Linked DNA regions of Xenopus laevis: region 2 is linked to region 1. Evidence: chromatin contacts called from public Hi-C data. All regions are on one chromosome and are shown on one strand. Each heading gives the region's core, a stretch centred on a gene start, on an enhancer-like site or on the middle of the called end of the contact. The rest is flanking DNA. Distances are from core to core; before and after follow the strand shown. Region 1 holds the start of ccdc71l.L (coiled-coil domain-containing protein 71L). Region 2 holds the start of sypl1.L (synaptophysin-like protein 1).

Region 1 (5,846 bases), core at 3,031-5,530:
GCTACAGGCAGAAGACTGAGCTGTGACCTAGGGGTTTGTTCTAGGTGCAGGATACCAAACTGTTCATGGTGCTAGCATCTCTCCAGCTCCTGATCCTGGTGACTCTCCAGCTCCTGTTCCTGGCCATGGTGGCTCCCTTGCTCCAGTTCCTGATCCTGGTGGCCTTGTAGCTCCTTATCCTAGTGGCCAACTTCGGTACCTGGCAGCTCACCCGATGACTCACATGCTTTGGTAATTGGACTTTGTTAGCTATTTGTTTATAAAAATATTATGCTATAAGTCATGTATTGCACAGAGGCCAATTTTGAAGGGGGAAGTAATGTGTTCCTGGGGTTGCCACCTTTTCCTGCTGATAATGCTGGGCAGAGCGGCGGATGCTGACATCACTGGGCAGGACAGTGACATCATGGAGGTGTGGTGGTTGCATCACGTTGGCAGGGCTATGATGTGATGATTAGTAACTGACCAATCCCACCATCTGTCTTGATGAGTCCTGCCCAGTTTTTCTAATTTTGAAAAAAAAGTCAGTTTTGACCCTGACAGCCCTTCGGAAGATTGGGCTCTCCAGGTCAAAACTGGACAGGTGTCATGTAAGTTGGTTCCTGCCCTAGTTTTTCTCTTGTTTTGACTCCCTGGATTTGTGTCTGCTGCCTGTCCCGATCAAGTGCCTATTTCATGGAGTTGTTTATTTGCAGCCTGCCCTGACTAATTGCCTGTACTGAGAGTTTATTTTCTGTCTTATAATTTACTTTTCTAAGGTCAACACTGTTTGGTTTAGCATTGTTAAATCCTTCTTAACAGATGATTTGTGCCAAGGCTCAAAATGTTTGATAGTTACACAGCACATCAGTTTCTAACAACCAGTTTAACAAACCATTCTGATAGGTCAAACTAATAACCAGCACAAGGTGCCAAGTAAAGGTAGCACATCTTTCTTACATGCCCAGCTGAAGTAAAGCTGGCCATACACAGACCAATATTGGCTTCAGACTTGCCCTTAGTCTGGGTGGGAGATTCGGGCAAATATCTTAATGTATGTGTACAGCCAAATTAAATCTTACATATATCATCAATTGTGTATATTTTACTAAAGCTGAGTGTGCAATGGATGTCACTTCAGACTGTCCCCTCTTACATGCAAGATCATTATCTAATACAAGATGACAAGATCATAAATGTTCTGAGAATGTCACACCTGTAATTTTAACTAAAATGTCTTCATTGCAATTAGTTTATGTGACTAAATATAAGTCAATAAATCAATTTATGCCTCATTATTTCCAGTATTAGATCTGTACATGGCAGCTATTTCTGTTTGGCTCACAACAATGCAGAACATAAGTGTTAGTACCTAAAGAAATTTAGCCTTCAAAGTCCCTCAAAAAGGATGCTGAATTCAACATTAGTCCATATTTTAGTTATATAAATAGTTGACCTTGTAGATCAAACACTATGCCTAATTAGGGTATGAGATCCAAGGTAGTTTAATAAATGTGACCCATTGTTGGGTTCAAGTTAGGATAACTTTTCAATTACTGCCTAAGGGGAAGGGCTTTGGGGTTTCAGGTCTCCTATATGTCATATACAGTAGTGATAAAGTGCTGTTTGGTAAGTCCTGACGAATTCACACATTTCACACAGGTAACTATGCAGATATCTGCTAATGTTTGCATACTGAAATAGAATTTCTTGTGAAATTAAGAGGAAGTCTATATCATAAAAGTACGTAGCAAAGTTTGACTTGAATGCTGGTATCTAAAGCATGGATTCTTAAACCATTAAATAGAATACCATTGATTTTACAAAATTAATATCCACCTAACACTATTTTGCCACAGAGTAATTTATGTTAGCACCTTGCAAATTGCTATATTTTTTTTGCTCAAAACTCCATGCATTACAATATGTGAGCCTGAATAAAATCCTTCTCTATGTGAAATTTGTGGCCACCATATTAGTTCCGCCAACCTACTTCAACTTCCTGGGGTCTAAATCTAGAAGTGCTTCCTTATCAGGATATGATGTTAGCCTGCCTAATCATTCATATTTTGAAGGTTGGTAAGCAGCTATTTTTAGGTGCCCTAATGTATGGACACAGTTGTAAGGGTTTCCATGTTCCTTTAAAACAAATAATTGATTAATACCTAATTGTACCTTATGACTATATTATAGTCATGTATGCTAGTGTTTCCAGATACATGTACCCAGTACATCTAATATATACCTGTAGTACCAGCTAAGAATTAGTTAGTTCAGCCAATTACAATTGCTCTGTGTATCTCTATAGATCATTGATTGTATTATAAAGGTAATTTATAAGTTTGAACATCATTCATTAAAATCAACATTCTAACTATTTCTATCCTATTTTTGTAAATTATTTTGTCTGATTTTTTATCTACTAGCTAATCTTTTTTTCAGTTATTTGTGTTATTAACCTATTTAAGGCTGAATATTTTGTGATGTTGAGCTATAGTAAATAGATCATCCCCTGCAGCATTTGTCCCAAAGACAAGTCCACTTCCTTTGAGTTTTTCAATCTTTCCTTATCCCTTTTGAGCCCTGGACTTATGTGTTTCTAAAAGAAAGAGCCAGCACATACTATACTCAAGGGAAGACAGTCAGTAAATCTATATTGTGTAGTATTTCTAATAAAATAGCACAGCATCCTTTTTATGTTTGCCAATAGACACTGTTGTGTTAAGGGTCAACTTTAAAGCAAGGATAGGTCTACCTTCCACCAAAAGAGCTTATAAAGTGGAGCAAAATAACCGTATAACCCATTAGTAATGGATGGGTACGCGCAAGATCAAACAATATTGTATTTATTGTATTCCTTTGCCAGTAGACTAGGTGTACTCCTTGGTTGCTGGATTGCTGTAGGACATATAGTGCCAAATAGTGTAAAATACCTTTTAGAAAATATATTTAAATTAAAAAATGCATTTTCATCATTTGTACAATAAAACAGGATATCAAATAAAAAATCCATATTTTGGCTTCCCCTTTAAAAGTTTCCTCACTGCCTTACCATGTTTATCGTTAGAGTCGCCTTCTATTGATGTCACGACCTGACATGCTTCATCTTTGTCAACTTCCTCAGATGCCAATATCTTGCTCCACTTTATAAGCTGTTTTGGTGAAAAGTTGACCTATACTTGCTTTAAAGCTGACTGTTAACACAACGGTGTCTACTGAATAATCACCTGTAAAACACAAAAAATGGTGATGTGATATTTTACACTATATTGATTCACTGCTTGTCTCCCCCCTTGAACCTAGTGTGCACTGGCTCTATCTTGTAGATATTTGGTGTCTGACTTGTAGGGATACAAGTGTGAGCTGGCTGGGCACTGTAAATTTACTAGAACTTTATAAGCAAATAATTTTATATGGACTTATTTTTTTTTTTTTTGCTCACAGCTCCTATCCTACATATGCCAAAGAATAGGGAAAAAACACATTGCTTTTGCATGGTGGTTGCTAGCAATAACTGCTGCCTCCACTCACAATATTTGCCCACCACTGTGTCTGTTATGAAATTCTTCAGACCACCACTCTCTTGCTTGATAACTACAGTTCTTCATGAAATGCTGGAGCCATAGTATGTCTGTTGTTCCAACCATGTAAAAGGGGTGTATTTTCTGCAATTGGGTGTGTTATTTTTGGTGTGTGGCTTCAAAGTGAGCATAGCAAGTATGTTAATGGCAGTAGTTAATCATTTTCCTCTTTGGGTTTCCTAATGTTGGGAGATATATCAAAGTCTCAAGAATGTGAGGGTTCTGTTGGAAACGTATCAATAAACTATATCATAATTTGAAGGCCAAATTGAGTGTTGGATTGTGTGCGCGCTACCAAAATGATAAATATCTTCATATTCTTATGTCCATATTCCAATCATACCAGCAAACTGATAATGTTAAGTCATTAATCTTCATTTAGTGATTAAAAGAGAGAAACGTTAAACACATATTTTAAAACAGGTTCAACACAGTAGACTGTTTATTCTAAAGTACACTGGCAACTTTGAAAGGCAATCTCATAACCCTGGTTTCTTTCTTGACATCTATTAGTATGGATCATTCTCTAGGGAACAGCAAAGTAAAAGCTTACAAAGTATCGTGTAAAACGTGCAAACGTGTTTTAAAGGAAAAAATAACTTCTTAACACGTTTATTAAACAAAGTAACTCTTGATGTCGAAACAATATGGCCGCCGCCGGCTGACCAGGTTGGTTTCACCATACATCGCTCCACTTCAGGCACCCCCTGACGTTCTTTTGCTCCGCCCATTGAGTCACAAGCTGTCCAATAACGCAGCGGGCAGACCGCTATTATCCACTCCGTGCGCCAGATCCCTAAAAGTAGGCGGGGCTTAGGTATGTCGTATTTCAAAGAAGCCGCTATATAGCCAACTGTAGAGACTGTTTGAAGAAGCCATTTTGTTGTCAGGATTGTATTGGAGCTCCCTGCTTTAATTCAGGCGGCCAGAAGGGGGGCGGCGGCGCCGCTCCAGATGAGCTAGGTCAGCGGTTAACTTTTTACTCGTTTAACTATTTGACCGCCGACACGCACGCAATAGAAATAAATGAGGTTAGTGGCGGGATACGATGGAAGAAGAAAAAGTTGTATATTCCAGGTCGCAGCTGCTGCTGTTTGCCGGCACTAAGCCGCTGGAGGACGCGCTGGAGATGTTCGTGCCAGAATCCAAGCAATTCATGAGCTCGGACACAGAGCTGTGGAACTTCCTCTGCAGCCTCAAGCAGGACTTCTCCCCGGTCATCCTTCGCAGCAAGGACGTGTATGGCTACTCCTCCTGTCGCTCCGTGGTCCCGGACCCCAGCTATTTTTCCCACAGAAACCTGAAGGAGAAGCCGCAAGCGGCAACAGCAGTGGCTCCACCGAGAAAGCCGCCTGTCAAGAGAAAGCGGAGAGGCACGCGGCTTACTTGCCAAAAACGCCGGCGGCGGGACAGAGCTGACAGCGCTGGGGGCAGCGAGGAGACGGGCAGCAGTGGCTGTAGCAGCCCGACCCCATCGGACGTCCCGGGACTCCCTCACCTGGACAGATCCATTGAGGAGATTTGGAAGGCGGCCACTCCTACGCTTTCCATGTTCCCCAGCATACGGGTCAGGGATGTGTCGTGTAAAGCTAAAGTGTTGGACGCGTGCAGGCGTGCCCAGGAGATCTTACAGGTCAACCTGCAGCCTGTGGTGAGGATCAAACGCTTCCCCGTCCTTTCCTCTTCTTGAAAAGGCAACCGAGCTTTGCTCCTTGTGCACTTTTACTGCTGGAGACTTGGGGGCACACAGTCCTCTGAAGGTGCTCGCCCCAGCGCCTAGTCAGCCTGTTTACATGTCCCCTTTATTCTTTATTCCCGCTGCACTTTACTACAAACGTTACTACTTTCTGCTAAAGGAATATGGAAAGTTACTGATCTGTATGATGAACTGTGCTCTAAAGGAAATACTGAGAAGCCACTACTGTCTTGTCCTGGGAGTAAGGGGCTCTACTTTGTCTTTCCATTATGTCAGTAACTATGGTGCAGCCCCAAACTGCCTCATTAGGGTGGGGGGGATGGAGGATGACCCTCAAAGAAGCAGTTTTTGGGCACCAAAGGGGCTTATGCAATAGATATGCAATGTGCTCTCCAGTGGCTGAATTAGCACTCCTAGCATCCATAATTATTGCAAGGCATTTGGGGATTCTAGAAGCTGTAGCTCATGGCCTGGTGGAGTTCTCAAAGTTGGATATCCTCCAAATGAACTGGCTGGCTAATTTGCTGGCCTCCATCATGGCACAATTTTTATTGGTGGCTATGGAATCCCTGTAAAAAGAAAAAAAACAA
Region 2 (5,955 bases), core at 1,345-3,844, 160 kb after region 1:
ACTACACCATTTTACTATAATAAAGGGTTATGTATAGTGGTCTGACTACAGTTGCCTCCATAGCAAACTTCTATAAGACCATCATAACATGTGGAGGAAGACATGTTTTCACAGAATTATCATTCAGGGCCCCAATGGGCCCACTACATTCCTCCACCTGCACAGCAGTAGCAGGTTTAGCTTCTGTTATGTCCCTGGGGTGTACAGTTTCTACAGCACTATATGTAAGTTCTTCTTGACAGGAAAACAGGTATTGCATGGCAAAAATTATAAAAAGAAATGCTGATGGATTTACACTGCCATATTCCCTGAGCACAGCACCTGTAGAACATAAGGAATTAATACATCTTTAGTTCTATAAAAGAACAGGGCCATATTTGCTATGAGGTAAAACCTTGCGTCAGGTGGCACTTTACAAGGTGTTAAACAAGTGCTGCTAGCATTAAGAGATAAATGTATTTTTTTGTGGGAAATGTTGCTCTTTAGTATAGAAAAAATGGGAATGGTTAGCAGCATGGCCCTCTTGACTCAGGTGGCAGTGCCAGCAGAAGAGTCCCTGACAAAAAGTGCACACAAGACACTGTATGGCTCCCTGGGTTGGAAGACAAATATTAATTTTGCTCATCTACATCACAAGTATAAAATAGCTTGGTACTTAAAGGAGAAACAAACCCCTTATTTAAAAAAAAAAACCTACCCCCCCACCCCACATAGACCCCCCCCCAGCCTAACTGCTACCCGGGGCAAATGCCCCTAACTTTTTACGTACCGTACGTGCAGATTCAGGGATCTGAGTTCATGGCCGCCATCTTCCAGGTCCAGGTTTGTTTCTCCTTTAAGAATGAGATTTGTGGAGCGGCGCCTGCGCAGTTGGAGCAGCAACTGTGCATGCGCCGCAATAGATGGAAATTCTTAGCAACTGACTAATTAGTCTTTATCTTTTATAGCTTTGGAACTATTTGTTTCCCACTTCTGATTATTTCCAGCTTTCAAATGAGGTTCAGTGACCCCCTGGCAGCCAAAAAATTTATGCTTTTTGAGGCTACAATTTAATTGTTAAGGTTACTTTGTATTTAAACCATTTGCTGGGCGCTAGGGTAATTTGGACTCTAACAAGATAGCTGCTAAAATTCAAAACTGGAGAGCTGCTGAACAAAAAGCTAAATAAAAAAAACAATAAATGAAGACAAATTGTAAATTGTCTCAGAATAGCACTCTCTACAACAACCCATTAATGACTATCAGGCAGGGTAAGGGTAGTACTCTAAGGGCTCTTACTCACTGGCGTTCTGACCTGCGCTCCCCTGCGTTCTGTTTTTTGGCGTTCAGCCGCAGGGGAGCGCAGGAATAGACGCATGTCATTATTTCAAATGGGGCTGTACTCTCTCAGGCGCGTGTAGGCGCCGAAGGCAGGTTGAGACGCAACATGCTGCATTTTTCCTGCGTTCGGCGCCTACACGCGCCTGAGTGAGTACAGCCCCATTTGAAATAATGACATGCGTCTATTCCTGCGCTCCCCTGCGGCTGAACGCCAAAAAATGGAACGCAGGGGAGCGCAGGTCAGAACGCCAGTGAGTAAGAGCCCTAAGAAATGTTTTGGGGTTGGTGTTGTGTGGGCCCACTAATGGGATCTGCAATGGCCAGCTTTAGTCCTTTGACCATCACAGTCTGAAACATGACCTGACAGCAGCCTCAGTAGCCAACAAACTACACCGCTTTTTCTCATAGATACACTACCTCCACCTTTAACAGAATTGTTATACCGGTAATATAAATTGGCAGGGTTGCCAGGTTGGCGGTTTTCTAGCCAAATTGGGCTACTAATTTAAAACCCACGTGGGTTTTGAAAGTACAAACTAGCCAAGGTAAGGATTTGGGCTACTTTTTGGGCCTTTGGCTGGTTTGTACTTTGGAAACCAGACAAATTTTTTTTCTTTCCCTAATGTGCCAAGCCTGTCTCCCAATGCATGGTGGGTAGTGTAGTTTTTAAGTATGTTGCCAACTGCCACAAAAATGTAAGACTACAATACTCATACGCATGCAATGGGAGTTACCAGATTTTGGGCTCTGTACCCTAGTCTCCCGTTCTATTCTAACATTTTCTGGCGATTTTCCTCAATTTTGGGGCCAAAAAACTGCTGGACACGAAAATGTCCAGAGGTTGATCTGTTTTACCAATATTTATTGAAATTGTATATGAATTAGGCCACTGGTGAATCTGTCACAGTTAAAAATTTGCAAAACTTGCAAAACAGTGAGAATTTGAAGGCTTTTTTTCACATATATTCATTTGTTTTTTATACTTTTTTTCACTGCATGTATTGTGCTATTTTTGGGCTAATTTTGAAGTACCTCTTGGCTAGTTTTGTAGCTGAGTTTGGCTGGTTTTGAAAATTACACCTGGCAACCCTGAACTGTGGGTATGTTTAATTAAGCCACTACTTCAAGACAATACTGTGTGCACACAAGCCTTTCTGGTATGATCTGTAACCATAACTAACGACACAGCTTGTTCTGTGACGAGATATTGGCTAGATACTCAATCATAACGAATACTTAGCGAGGCCCCACCCACCATTAAGAAGCTGTCACCGGACTAGCGCGCAGTGCAGCAGCAACCTCTTGAGGCGAATAACTAGAAACAACAGGCGGGCGAGGCTACAATCTGAACTGTATTAGGAAGGCAGGACAGAGGGGACGTGGGCGTCAAGGGGAGTGCAGCGCGAAAGTTGTCGCCTAAAGACATTTATTCGGTAATTTTCGGAAAACGGCACGATACATAATGTAGTTAGTCAATCAGAGAGACCGTTATATTAAATCAAAACCCAGGTCCGAGCAGGAAGGGAGCAGCCAGGCAGCAGTAAACCCGGGTGTTAAGAAGGAGGAGCCAGTGGAATTAAAGCGGGTATGATTTTGATTAGATTAGGCTCGTGCCCTCCCCTGGGGCGGGGCTACCGGTTGCAGGAAATCAGCCGGCTGAATCAGGTAGTGGAGGAGGCCGCAGCTACATTGCGTGGCCTGGGCTAAAAGTTGCACTCGTGTCTTGGCCTATCGTGATCATCTTCATCCTGTTTGTGTCTCTCTTGCAGAAAATGGTTGCCTGGCAGTTGAACTTCGGCCCGCTGAAGGAGCCCCTGGGATTTATCAAACTATTGGAATGGGTGAGTCTAAACATATGGGAGGGGAAGGGCCCTCTGACAATGGACGGTCATGTAGGTAGTTATGACCGTATTTACATTGTACTTGTGATTCTTTCCCATCTTGCGAGCCTTCGAGTAGCAACTCGGTTTTGTTCCGAATTGTGCGAGTTTTGTAGCCGTGAGAAATGAATAAGGAAGGTTACAGGTCCGTGGGAGGCCTCCAGTGATCACTGACAGGTGACATACACGCGCTCTTGTGTTGCCTCCCTGAGTCACGGGACTGGCTGAGGAAATCATGCAATGCCTCACTCGCACTGTTTGGCTAATCTCTCACTCTTAATGGGGAGTAAGGGCTCGTACCTGTAGCACTGGAGGTAGAGCTGTACCACTACTGGCCAAGGGGGGAATTTACTAAAACAATCGATTCGTATTAAAGTTGTTATTGTGGAAAAGTTTAGTGTAGCGGTGTGTGTGGGGGGGGGAGATGAACATTATCTTCTCCATGCCGCACGCAAGGCGGGGTTTTGGTAGCGGGGGTGGCAGAACTTTTCCGTATCAGACATGGGCGCTGGCGGCTGCTGTTTCTTATTTGCCAAGTATGGGTGGAGTTCAAGTGCTATTGGGGGATCACGAGATGGGATTGTTCCAGAGATAGCGCGTCTCTCTGCTCATTACATTGCTCCTGTAGGCTGCGTGCGTGGGACTTTCTGTCGCAACTTTGTGCATCGGCGCTAACCGTTTCTCTGTCACAATACTTTCCTCACTTACAGGAGTGAACACTCGATTATATCAACGTCGCTTTCATTCCTCTACCTCGAAATAACGGAAACTATTGTCTTGTAATCGGTATAAGGTTGACTCTTACCTTGTTTTAATTTTAATCCTAACTTGGATTCAAGAAGATCTTGTGATTTATGACAATAGCACCATTTTTACCTGTTTTGTTTAACGTGCGCCTATATCGGTGGTACAAATTTGTTATTGCTACTTTTTATTACTCCTCATTCTAGCTAGGCCCTCGCCCATTCATATTCCAGTCTCTAATTCAGATCAGGGTATGGTTACTAGGGTAATTAGACCCTAGCAACCATAGTGCCAAAAGGAGAGCTGTTGAATAAAAAGCTAAATAACTCAAAAACCACAGATAATAAAAAATGAAAACCAATTGCCAATTGTCTCTGAATATCAATCCCACTCAACATCATACAAAGGTGAACAACTCCTTTATTTGTAGGGGCACCTTTGCTATTGTCCGTTATATACTGAAGGGCTTCTGAGATTTCTGCTGATCACCGCCAGTGTCTGCCACAGGAAGAGCTGTATGATGAATTCTACCCATAACTGTTTTAAACGTGTTTTTGAATTTAACGGTCAGTGCCCATGTGTTCCATCGGCCACTCACAATATTCTGAGGTGGAAGCTGCAAATACATGCAATGTTGCACGTTTCTTAATCAATATAAAAGACCAGTAAGGGCTAAACCATTTTATTATGAAATCCAGTCGTTTCTGAAACAGTCATATCCCATAGAGTCTATTTAAAACATCTATGTTTTCTTTGAGAAAGGTCCTCTTGCTGGGACCTGAAATGTTGATAACCACCTATAAATATTTAATTTTTATTATATGGATACACATTTTACTGGATCCACCCAGGCTATTGATTTTTGTTGGGGGCTGGGTTACTACTCCACCAACTACATATCTTTCAACAGAGGCAGCTCCCTTATGTGATATTTTTTGCTTTGTTGTTTAAAACCAATCAGGGGTTGTCTTGCGAAAGGTCCTCTTGCTGGTTGATAACTGCCTATATTTTTTATTTATATATGGAATCCGTTCATTGGAATAACCTTTTCAGGGAGTGCTGGTCACACTCATTTTTTATATATTATATAATATTCTGTGTTTTGTTGGCATAGATGGAAAATTAACAACAATCTGTGGGGTAATTTTGTTGTCTCTCAAGTAACTGAGTTTACTTTCTAAAGTGAGTATCTACCCCCAAGCAAAATTTGTAGGTGAAGATTAAATGTTTTGTTATCCTTATGGGTGTGTATGTGGTGTTTTGTTTGTTTTTTCCCTTTGTTATATTAACAAACAGCAATATTGTTTTGCTTGCTATGTATTCTCAGAAAGCAAGTCTAAATATGATATAAACTAACCCCCTGGATTGCAAAAGTTAGGCTGTTCACATGGACCAGTTGTGAGTTGGATGCCTGTTCAAGGGGTTGCTGAGCCTTCAGTATGATGTTGTAGAGAGTGATATTTTGAGACAAATTGCTATTAGTTTTAATTTTTTAGTTTAGCAGCTATGCAGTTTTCATTTCAGCAATCTGGTTGCTATGACCCTAGCAACCATGCAGTAACTTGAATATTTCTCTGCCAGTCTAAAATAAAAAGTAATCTATGAACACCTGATTGATACAGTGCCTCTGAATAAATAATAAATCGATGTTACAATGAAATGATTTTTTTTTTTTTTAATCTTTTTGCATGGCAGTGCATGTTTTACTGAGAAAGGCCCTGTTTTTAGAGGCTCAATACCAGCCTTTGCCTAAAATAAACTGTAGATCTCTCTGGTGACTAAGGTATTTCCCTTTTTTTTTTTTTTTTATTAAATATATATACGGCAGAGTGAAATCAATTAACATGTCCTTTATGGTGGCACACATAAACACACATTGTACAGCATGAACAGTTGAGTAACAGATTACATCATATTAAGTAGCATATTAAAGAATCCTACCAAACTAGTATATATATTTAAGTAAATATTGCCCTTTTACATCTTTCCCTTGAGCCACCATTTCGTGATG

Evidence for each region. A called contact is a pair of places that touch in the nucleus more often than the background predicts.
Region 2: a Hi-C map of the XL177 cell line shows a contact between it and region 1, with 4 times the contacts expected there. The contact joins the promoter of sypl1.L here to the promoter of ccdc71l.L in region 1. A contact is called at or near these places in 2 of 4 Hi-C or Micro-C datasets (the XL177 cell line and the XTC cell line).

The regions. Positions count from the first base shown.
Region 1 is chr3L:82,982,345-82,988,190 of Xenopus_laevis_v10.1, forward strand. It overlaps ccdc71l.L (coiled-coil domain-containing protein 71L), which reads left to right and starts at 4,281. Exons shown (of 1, transcript XM_018252648.2): 1 at 4,281-5,846. The coding sequence starts at 4,609. The coding sequence ends at 5,250.
Region 2 is chr3L:83,146,388-83,152,342 of Xenopus_laevis_v10.1, forward strand. It overlaps sypl1.L (synaptophysin-like protein 1), which reads left to right and starts at 2,595. Exons shown (of 6, transcript XM_018252650.2): 1 at 2,595-2,753; 2 at 3,090-3,161. The coding sequence starts at 3,093.